2 separate regions of the Mus musculus genome follow, and region 1 is linked to region 2. Evidence: chromatin contacts called from public Micro-C data. All regions are on one chromosome and are shown on one strand. Each heading gives the region's core, a stretch centred on a gene start, on an enhancer-like site or on the middle of the called end of the contact. The rest is flanking DNA. Distances are from core to core; before and after follow the strand shown. Region 1 overlaps Dip2c (disco interacting protein 2 homolog C). Region 2 overlaps Dip2c (disco interacting protein 2 homolog C).

What was found. Hi-C and Micro-C count contacts between places; a contact is called where the count stands out from the background.
Region 1: a contact with region 2 is called in a Micro-C map of granulosa cells, with 1.9 times the contacts expected there. The contact joins two enhancer-like sites. A contact is called at or near these places in 1 of 15 datasets of contacts at CTCF or cohesin (pro-B cells), 14 of 484 Hi-C or Micro-C datasets (B cells, the C10 cell line, the HL-1 cell line and 11 more), 3 of 115 datasets of contacts at active chromatin or transcription factors (the 230-238 cell line, bone marrow-derived dendritic cells and stem cell-derived neural progenitor cells) and 1 of 9 other capture datasets (embryonic stem cells).

What each region holds. Positions count from the first base shown.
Region 1 is chr13:9,448,808-9,454,469 of GRCm38.p6, reverse strand. The region is part of intron 1 of Dip2c (disco interacting protein 2 homolog C); the gene reads right to left. Among named protein-coding and RNA genes, the nearest start is that of Dip2c, 180 kb to the right of the region's middle. Within about 2 kb of position 4,014, at least 17 of the 459 cell types and tissues checked have an H3K27ac peak or open chromatin away from gene starts, as enhancers often do. A contact at or near this core is called in granulosa cells, where this site is marked.
Region 2 is chr13:9,377,362-9,382,806 of GRCm38.p6, reverse strand. All of the region lies in intron 1 of Dip2c (disco interacting protein 2 homolog C), which reads right to left. Among named protein-coding and RNA genes, the nearest start is that of Dip2c, 100 kb to the right of the region's middle. Within about 2 kb of position 1,861, at least 20 of the 459 cell types and tissues checked have an H3K27ac peak or open chromatin away from gene starts, as enhancers often do. A contact at or near this core is called in granulosa cells, where this site is marked.

The sequences.
Region 1 (5,662 bases), core at 2,765-5,264, 70 kb before region 2:
TAAAACTATGGGAAGCTCTGCCACACTCAGCTCAGGAATTCTTATTTCCTTATCTCTATCGCTACCTTTATAAACTTTAGCATGCTTTCTAATTTTAGTGTGACTTTTGAAAAGAAGAATTTTAAAAAGAAAATTTTTAAATATCATGCTACACTTGCTTTTTTCCCCCTAAATATTCAAATACTAGCAGAGATTTACTGGAAGTAACTTCCACAGAATAGAATTCTACAAATACTCTATATACTAGCAAATTAATAACTACATAGATATACATACAAGGAGAACTATAGAACACAATGGTTAAACCAATTTAAGAAACATACATGTTTCTTGCTCTTCTAAAACTGGTATACAATCCAGGCTAATCTTCACAGCAGAATTCAGCAAGAAGATTAAATCAACTTTGAAAGAAAAAGATAGCATGCCACAGTATATTCGATCACTTCTTCCCATTCCTATCCACTAAACCAACTGTAAGAGATGTCAGAGGGTCATCAAAACCTACTACCTACCCAGCGATCTAAGGAAATAGTGCTTGCATATAAGCATGAGGACCTCAATTCACATCCCCAACACCCACTTTAAGGCAGGCACAGTGATGGGTCTTCATGGTATTAGGGATAACAGAGTCAGAAGAGTCCCTGGGACTTTCTGCTTACACAGTCTAGCCAACAGTGAGCTCCAGGTTCAATGATAGACTGTCTCAAAAAAATAAGATAGAAGGATAGAAAAAAAAAAAAAACACCCCACCAGTTAAAAGCACTTGCTACTCCCTCCAGAAGACTGGAATTCAATTTGTAACACCCACATCAAAGCTTACAACACTTAACTCCAGTCCTAGGGGGTCAGGCTTCTTTTGGCCTCCATATGCACACAGTGGACACACATTCAGGCAAATACACACACACACACACACACACACACACACACACACACACAAACACACAAAATTTAATTTACATATTATATATGGAACATACATAGTATTACATATTTATATATATGTAAAAAATTTATCTTTCTCCCTCTCCCTTTCTCCCTCTCTCCCAGTGAGTGAGTGGGGAACACATCTGAGGATTATCTATGATCTCCATACTCATACATGTGGGTATGTACACATCACTGTGCCATCTTCCAATGCATGACTAATTCTTTATTCCTAAGAATTTGATGGCTCTGGTGGTTAAACCTTCCATCCAAGCTCTTTCTTATCCCTACCAGCATCAGCAGAGCTTTCTACATCCGACCACACAAATCACAAGAGTATTCTGCTCTGACCTTGGGAATTCGAGGAAGGAGTTTGTATCTTTGGATAACCTTATAGAGCAGAGTCATGACCTATAACATGCCCCATAAACAATTTTCATAGAAAACTTCTCTGTTCTTTAAGCTACTATACCAGTTACATTCCTATAGCAGCCTTTTGCTCTAGCACAGTACACTTTATTTAATAATGTCAAAATTAAATAAAAATATATAAAAGCATTTATGCACACTAAAGATTTATCAGTATGATTCTATTGCTCATAGTTCATTTATCAAAAATCAATCATAACATTTGCAATTTTAGTGACATGACTTTTGCTGGGTTTTGTTTTGTTTTGTTTTTAAACAAAGTCTCACTCTGTAGCTCAGCATTCTAAAGGAAGCGGGCGGGCTGCAGGTAGAATTCCCTCCCAGTCCCTGCCCCTTCATTCTTCCCCTGCCCAGCACCCATTGGCACAAGAGCAGGTATGAAGTATTTGTATAGATCCTTGTAATGTTTCCTGGCTAAAACTTTGTTTTGCTTTTAATTCTGGCTTACAGAGAAAGAAATGATCATGAAGCAGCGGGGAGAAAAGAAGGAGTCCTGCAAGTTCTCACTGCTCATGGGCTTTCTCTTTGTTTTCTTGTTTCCATCATTAAAAGACATGAAAGGTTATTTCTCGAAATGGCCTGTTTTACTGACAATTCTGTATACAGCTTAGGATTACAAAAGTCTAAGAAGGGGGATAATAGGGGAAAAGAGAAGATCCCCAAGGAAGTTAAAAAGGAAAATGTACTTGAGAAGACTCCAGCAGGAGGATTGTAGAATCTAGCTGTCACTTCTATTAACAAGTTCACAGAATCCAAGGGAACTCAACCTCAAAAGCTGTATCTTTTAAGATTTTCATCGCAATGGGAAAGTTCACAGCATCTTGGCTAACAAAGTCCCAGTGTACAGGTTCACATCTAACGGGCGCTTGTTTCCTTGTTATCCTCCTTGCTTCTCCCCCAGCCCACCCTACCCCCAAGCTATTTAATCTCCACTGATGTCAGTTACACAATATAGCTCTGTCCAAATTTGGTTAACCAACTCACCAGCTCTTCAAGTCACATGGCACTTTCAGTTGAGTCTGAATACCTCTGCCCAGCTAAATAATAACCCAAAATATGCTTTGACTTGCTAGTGCATGTGGTATTTTATCCCATAGTCCCACTTCTCCTTGAAGAATTAGATATGACATGTAATGAGAGACTGAAAGGTGTTAAGCAAATACCAAACAATCAGAAAAAAACCTTAGTTCCTGTGTGTTTGCTATGGTCTTGATTCAAAATAGCTTTTCAGATTCCCAGGGACAAACAATTGTCACTACTCAGGATCCCAGCTTTATTTACAAAAGAGTCATCGAGTGCATAATTCACAACAGCTGTTCTTATCAGAACTTAAGGCCAAGTGAAAAATAAAAAGGGGACAGGGAAAAACTTCTGAGTTTATACGAGGCTGACCAATGTGCTGGAGAGGTGGGTAAACAGGGTACCAATGCCAGCTTTAAAGTCTGACTGTATCACAAATAAGAAGGTAAACTCAGATTCTACTAATACAAATGAAGCTTCAGACATTATGGTGGTAATGAGTAACAGCCATAAGCTTCAGAAGCCCAAAGCCCAACACAGTGTCTACTCACTGGCAAGAACAGAGCCATTATCACCTACGCAAAGATAGTAAGTTCAAGGCTGTCATCTTGAATCAAACATAGTAGAATTCAGGGACGTGAATATTATGTCAGATATCTCCATCCACCCCTAACAGTTTATAGATAGTTCTGAATCTTGATTTTGTTATTTTAATGTCCATATCTAAGGAAGGATCAGAGTTGACTCTGTCCCTCAATAAAGTCTTAGAACAAATGGAGCAGATCTCATGATAGCTAAGCAGAGGAAAAATGAAGTAAAAGTAAGCATATTCAAATTCTTACACTAAAATTATACTTTCAAATGGCAGAGGAGAATGTGGGAAATGGGAAGGGAAGGAGTAGGAGGTACTTTGGACCAAAACAAGTGAAATTCTAAAATAATAAAATACAAAACACAGACTCAAAATGACCCAATTTTGAGAATCAATCGTGTCATAAAGCAATTATATTGTGTGCTGCAAAAAAAGAAAAGAAAACATGGTCACCAAACAAGTGTGACTTAATCCCAGCCCTCATGAGGCTGAGACAGGAGAAGCAAATAGAGTTTGAGGATGCCTGCATAAGCCAGTTGAGTTTTTGTTGAACATCATTCTTCCTTAAAAACAGATAGAAGCTAAAACAGAGTTATGGAAAGCATTAGGACACTGGAGCCAAAAAGACTAGAAATATTAAAGACAGCCAACCTCTTTACCTGTAACACAAGAGCTCTTTCCAAGCTAAAATTCCCAACTGGTCGTTAAAGCTCAAATCTTTGAAGGCATTAACTTATTAAATGCTGAAACCCCATGCATATAGAATCCCTTAATGAGGCCAACAGGTGGTTTTGGAACTGTGTAGTGATTGGTTTAAGAGTGTCCTTGCAAATCTGTTTATTTTCTCCTCACACATCTTACCATAGGCTACCAATGGTTTGTTCACACTCTCGTGACAAGACACACGTCAGAAAGAGTTTAATGCCATAGTATTCACAGCAGCTAGCCATGGGATTTAGAATTCAGTGACTATAATCCTGGAACACTGTAGAGGTAGAAGACATGAGGAAAGAGTGCTGAAAGACAGCCTTGTGGTATTTTTGGAAGTCAAACCTATGACTCAGTTTTGATTAAACCTTCTCTCCAGCAAATGGCTTCTGCACAGACAGGAAAGAGAAAGTGTGAAATTCAAACAGGGAAAGTGACTATCTTAAACCATTCCTTTTTCTCGAGTTACCATTGGATTCTGTCCTCTATCTTGAAGTGTTTTCAAAAACACCATTTTCAAACGCACTGGCTAATCCTTCAGTTTTTGCATTCTTTTTCTCAGAAAGAATTGCAAATGCTAAGATAATACCACGTGTCTGGTAGTGATAAAAAGATAAACACCACCACCTCAAAAAGGCCACTTCTAGTAAATCCCTAGCACACAGTACGATGGGTTCACGTTTTCACGAAATAGCTACAAGGAGAGCTAGAAGCGTCTGTCCAGGTTGAAGGTCAAGTCTCATTTTCTACAATCAAGTAGCGAGGGGAGAAAAAGCCCTTTTGGGATGAGACTGACCATATCAGCTGCAAACAGGAAAGCCATGTAAAGGGAGCTGTAGGTTCTGTCTACTCTGGGGAAGATTGCCCTGCTTTAGGAAGACAAAGTCTCTATACTGGCGAGTGCATTTGCTCTTCTTAAAAGACCTTTTAATGATTTTTAGCACTCATTCATTAAATAAGAATTGACACCCTGGCATCAATTTTCAGTCTTAACTAATGCATGCTACACTGTAACCTGGTTGGTAAAGTGCTCTCTTAACATACACAAAGTCCTGATAGGTTTCAATCTCAGCATCATAAACTAGGCACAGTGACACACTCCCATAATACTAGCATTCCACAGGTGAAGGTAGATAGATCAAGAGTTCTGGGCCACCTTGGGCTGCAGGAGACTCCATTTCAAACAAAACACATCAATGCATGCATATTTGCTTCCCAAAAGCAGCTCTCTAATTCACAAAGAAGCTACAAAATAAAGGCATTTAGACTGTCTGGCTGTGAGCACCCCACATCCCTCAGCTTATCAAATGGCTCATGACATCCCAGGAAACAATATCATTCCCACTACAGGCAGGTTTCTTGTTTTGCCTAGCTATAAGAAAGTGAGAGAACACTGGAGATGATGCTGAGCAAAGCTAAGTCACACAAAGGCAGTCGTAAGTCTGCTGCTCTGGATACAACTGTAACGGTCTCCCATGTGATGGGGAAGGTCTACCTCAGGATTGTGCTTACTCTCAATTTTCCTGTTCTTTCTGTTTCTAGTCTGTATTTCTAGAGATAGAAAATGTTTCCTGAACTTTCATCATTAATTAAGGGCTATGACTCTAGATTTTCTTACAGCAACCCAACATAGGAGCCAACGGAAAGACAATGACTTGGGGCTCTTGAAGCTGAAATCATCAGGCCTTCCTCTTCTCTCAAATCCAAAGTCAATATAGCCACCCTGCTGTGACTCATGGTTTATTTGTTTTGTTTCATTTTTTATTTTGGGGGAAAGAGGACAACCTCTAACAAAACAATCTTACAAACTTTAATATTATCCAGAAAGGACTAAACTTTGTAAGATTTCGTAGTCATTAATACTATCAAAATACTACATCAATATGAAGACTTTGAAATGTATATTATAAAAACTTCTAATTATACATGCAAAACCTGCATCTCTGAGATACAGTGATTGTTAGTGAGTTGTACGGTCTCTGAATG
Region 2 (5,445 bases), core at 612-3,111:
TAAGGACTTTCAGGCGCACTGATAGACATGCTGAGGATACATTATTCATAGTGCACTGTGCACTGTTGCATACAGCCTTGCGGGATAAGCATTTTTTACTTCCAGGTGCTTTGTGCTGTAACATTATTTGGCCAAGTCACTATTTAATATTCTTTGTGACTAAATAAAATAGCAAAATAAACATTTGCTATTTCTGAAATAAATGCAGACTGCTTATTTACTGAACATTCTATTACCTAAGCATACATGAGGATTTGGTACATATAATGCCAAGTGTGTGACTTTTTTAGTTTAAGCTTTGATTATATTTTTGTGGATTATGAAGCTCCTTTTTGACCCACGATCTCTCTTAATTTCCACCTCGTCCCAACTGTTTCCTACATTCATTCCCCTTCCAAAGCTGAACTGTGAGGCCACTAATCTAGGACTAGAGAGCAATTATTGAGCATTTGGGGAAATTAACTATATTCTACCACAGGACTTTGGGCTAGTTCTTTGCACTTCTGCCTGCCTATAGCTCCTACGCAGTCACACGTTCCTATCCTATTTCAACAATAAAAACAGCCCATACCAAACAGTGTTTAAGTCTTAGTAAATTTACTCCACATAAAAATGGCTAGCATATGTTAAAGTTCTAGTTCTGATAACTTTAGAGTTTCTCAGGGAAAAAAGAAAAGGTGACATTACAGGATCAGATCTGAAGCTCCATGAAAAACAGGAACCATTTTTTTGGTTCCTTTTCACATGAGTCAGCTCCTAAGGCTATATACACCAGCACGTGTACACACACGTTCACACATACACAAACAGAAATCCTGTAGCCTAGGGCACCAGTCTAGGTAACAAGCCATCACAGCCACAACCCAAAGGCTAAAGACAGAACCAGGAGGACTAAGAGGCATCACAAACCTCCTGACAGGAGCTGTGGACAAAGAATTAAAGATGGCAGAACTACAGGACTACAGGAACTAAGGTAGGGAGAAGGAAAGAGCTGTCTATCATTCCCAACCTCTATACACTCCACATTTCTCAAGGGAACAAAACCAGCATTAGCATTGACCATGCCCTCCAAAGACTGTGTGAGGGTCACAAGCATTCCACTTTGACAGCCTAGATAAAATAATGCTTTCCTGATTATTTTATTACACATAGAAGAGCTTTCAGAATTCACTTTGATCCTTAGGAGTGGGGGTGGAGGGTCATCTAAGCTTTCTCCCTTAAAACATCTTATCTCTTGGGAGGGGATCAACCAAGAAAAATCAAATACCATAACATATACCCATCAATTTGAACATTAAATTTTAATACATTTTATGTTGAAGATGAGTTAAGTCACATTACTGAACCTCTAAAAGCAATGCAGAGCTTTGGTGGGAGGGAGTGTTGTGCCATACACAAAGGCTGTGTCTGTAATTGCCAAAGCTGAATAACGGCTCAAACATCCAGTGGAAGTAGACACCCTGAATCAAATGTTCCCCTGTCTCGAAGCTGTCCTCTTCCATAAGAGGTGGGTTGTCAGTTCAGAACAAGTCATGGAAATGGGAGGTGGCCAAAGCTCCAGAGTGGGTCTCTGTGGGTCACATAGCAACCAGATAAGACACATGGCAGAGGTACCAGCCCCTTCCCACTCACACTCAGCCACACAATGCCAAGTAGAAAATGAGAACACACCACTCTTACCAAAAAAGAAAATCAAAGGTAGTGTGCTTCACCTTGGATTTGTGACCTGATAAACAGCAAGAAAACAGCTGATCCTGCTTCCACCAGGGAAAACGTGGAATGAAGGTTTCCACTCCTGCTTCTGACTTCAGAGTCATTCTCTCGCCCTCTCCCTCTCTAGCTTTGCATGATTCATTCAGAATTCAATGACAGAAAATGAAAGTGAAAGAAGCCAAATGAATTCCCTTGTGTTATCCAGGTCTATAGCATGGTGACAAAATACCTAAGAAGAAAAACTCAGATGATTTATTCTAGATCTTGGTTTTAGGAGTTTCAACCCTTAGTCACTCGATTCACTGCTATGGGGCTAGGGTAAGACAGCATTGTTGAGAAGGCTTTCAGAGGGCATAATAAGAACTGTTCACCTCACAATGGCCAGAAAGAAGGGAAGAGAAGTAGTAAAGGGGAAGGGTAAATAAGTGGAGAAATAATATAAAGGGGGAAGAAACAGGTGGAAAATATATGAGAGTGTGTGTGTCTATGCGTACACACACATACACAGCACATAGTGACACAGGAAGTATCCTTCAAGAGCAGAGCATCCCCAATGGCCTACTTCTTCCAACCAAGCTCCACCTGCTAAGAATGCATTCATTTATGAATTTGTTAATATCAATTATATTTGTTAATATCCATTGATGAAATTAGTGCCCTCCATATGTAATCCTCTCTTGAAGGTCCACCAGCTAGAAACTTTGCCTTTGAAAACTATTTTAGATTCAAACCACAATAATCCTTAGAATGCTAGCTAAATCAAAGCATAGTTTATATGTCTATAATCACAGGAAGGATAATATGTTTAAGGCTAGAGAATGAGATCTCAAAAAAAGAGAGAGAAAGCAAGCACCATACATTAATTGTACTAAGAATACAGCATTTAAACACCTTTCAGGTAATTTTACTTTTATTAATCCTACAATAGGCAATTCTATACAACCAAGAATCACCATCTTACTTGGCTTCAGGAATCACAACTCTGATAACATGATTTTACAGTCTCTGAAGCATTGACAGTTAATTATATTTGAGCTGGAAAAATGACTGATGGTATAAGTCTATAGTCACATATAGACAAGATGTACCAGCAATTGCTACATTAGACATACTCCAGTTCCTAGGGGTGTCTTGGTCAAATGTCTCTCCAAGAAACACCATGGGAAGAATATTAAATAAAACTGAGACATATAGCATAATACATTTGTTAGGGAATTTTAATTACCAACAGTACTAGCTGCATAACCCAAAGTTGATAATCTCCTATTAGCCCTTAAACTGTAACTACAATAAAATGTACTTAATTGCCATTTCTAAATGGAAGGGGGCATGCTCTATTCCTTTGTCATGTATGTAGTAAACACTTCTAACTGCCCTGTAACTATGAAAATCAATTTGCTTAGTTAATTGACAAGAATAAGATAAGGAGATTTTGTTCTCAAATGAGATAAAAGGCAAGATATTTTGTCTTAATTACTTTCCTGTTGAAGTAATTTGTCCATGTGAAGACACCATGACCAAGACAACTTATGAACGGAAAGGTTTATTAAGGCTTACAGTTCTTAGAGGGCGAGAATCCATGCCCATCTTGGTGGGGAGCATGGCAGCAGGCAGGAGGGCAGGTAAGCATGCAATAGGGTGGTAGCTGTGAGCTTATATCCTAACTAGAAATGGCATAGGTTTTTGAAACCTCACATCTCGACCACAAAATAAGACACCTCCTCCAACAAGGCCACACCTCCTAGTCCTCACCAAACATTTCTACCGACTGTGGACCGAGCACTCAAATATATGAGCCTATGGGAGCCATTTTCATTAAAACTACAACATCCTAACAGAAATGGTCTTGCTATTCTCAATCCAGGGGATCTCTCTAAGTACATCTGCTAGCACAAAGTATATAGGACCAGGCATCCTACAGCATTCTGACTTTGCACTGGCCCTTTTCAACAGTTCATTCTAAGTTGCAACCTAGTTCTCAAGTATCTCTAGGAGAGAATGGGAATTAAGTGATGCCAAGGAACGTTACAAAGAGTTTAGCAGGCCAAACACAAAGCCAGTTTTTGCAAAGCTAAAAGTAGAAGTCTGTGGTGTCTTGAATAAGAATGGCCCCCACAGGCTCATATATTTGAATGCTTAGTCACCAGGGAGTAGCACTATTTGGAAGGATTAAAAGGATTAAGGGGTGTGGCCTTTTGGAGGAAGTGTGTTATTGAAGATGGACTGTGAGGTTTCAAAAATCCCATGCCAAGCCCAGAGTCTCTTCCTGTTGCCTATGGTTCTGGATGTAGAACTCAGTTATTTCTCCAGTAGCATGTCTGCCAGAGTGCTGCCAGGCTACCAGCCATCATGGTAATGGACTAAATCTCTGCAACTGTAAGCAAGTCCCAATTAAATGCTTTCTTTCATAAAAGTTGCCAAGGTCATGGTGTCTCTTCACAGCAACAGAACACTAACACAAAGTCCATACTGTATTAAAAGTCACAACTGAATCACTGTTGAACTTCGTCTAAAACAGGCAGGGAATGAGAATACAGGCGTGTACTGTGCCTGTGATACCAAGAATACAACAATTAAATCATTTCTGTGATTGCACACTCCCTATTATCTAGGACCTGCTGCCCATACTTCAGCTTTCTTAAAGGCCACGGGCGGGCACTCACTATCAGGATCCCTCTGATTCTTCACTGGGGCACAAATAACTAACACTCCATTGTGAACTATGTCCAATAAACTTCCAAACAAGCTGGTCTTAGCATGTTGCTGTGAATTCATATTGGGGAGGAGGAGGTTTTCTTTGAAAGGCACAACTCATTTTACAGTTAAAAAAAATGCTAACTAGAACACAAACCCTTTTCCTCATTTATACAATATTTGGCATCTGTAACATTTCTTATAATATTTTACAGAAAAAAATATCAGTTTGAGGAAAAAAGTTTCAGGAGCCACAATGAAGCACAAGAGAGATACCAATAAGATTTTTATTTACCCCTATTTTGCTCCCAGGAATGCAAATTCCAGGGAGACATACAGGTCTCAAAATAATAAAGTCTCATCCATTGATAAGTAAATGCTGGTCCAGCTTTATGAACTATGAAAATGTGCCCTATGTTGAGGACAAGAAACACATCTATGATAGAAATAAAAAGTGTACAGTGAAATAGGATTATGAGCTCAGATTCTAAAGCCAGGTTCTCCAGATCTTCAGTAAAATGCAACAGTAGCAACGACTTCCTCAGATGATCCAAGAGAACAGAATGCACAAAAGATGTCACCAAGTCTATCTATGGGCATGTGCTGGGTAGTGCTTTTATTACAGAATATAAAATTTTGATTTGCCAGATCTGGATTTATCAAAAAAGAAGCAGAAAAACTAAACAAAATTAAGAATTCAATAAAAATCTCTCACTAAGAATTCCATAAAGATCATTCACCCTAACTATCTTTAAAATACAAATTGTACAGTTGATCCTTTCTCCTTGGAGAAAACCCTTTCCCTGTCACTCTAATGTCCCCACACTTCTATGCCACGGATATTGCATGAAATTCTAAATCTTGAGAACTTATAACATGGAAATCAAGTTAGACAGATGGGTACTGCTCAAAGCTTAGCCTCTAAGGGCTTCAGTAATTACTTCTAATGAACAAGGCTGCTGCTGCCTCTGGCTTTGGGAAAGCATGGGTACTAGAATAAAAGCATCAAGGAGAATTCCAACTAAATTCAGCACTTAA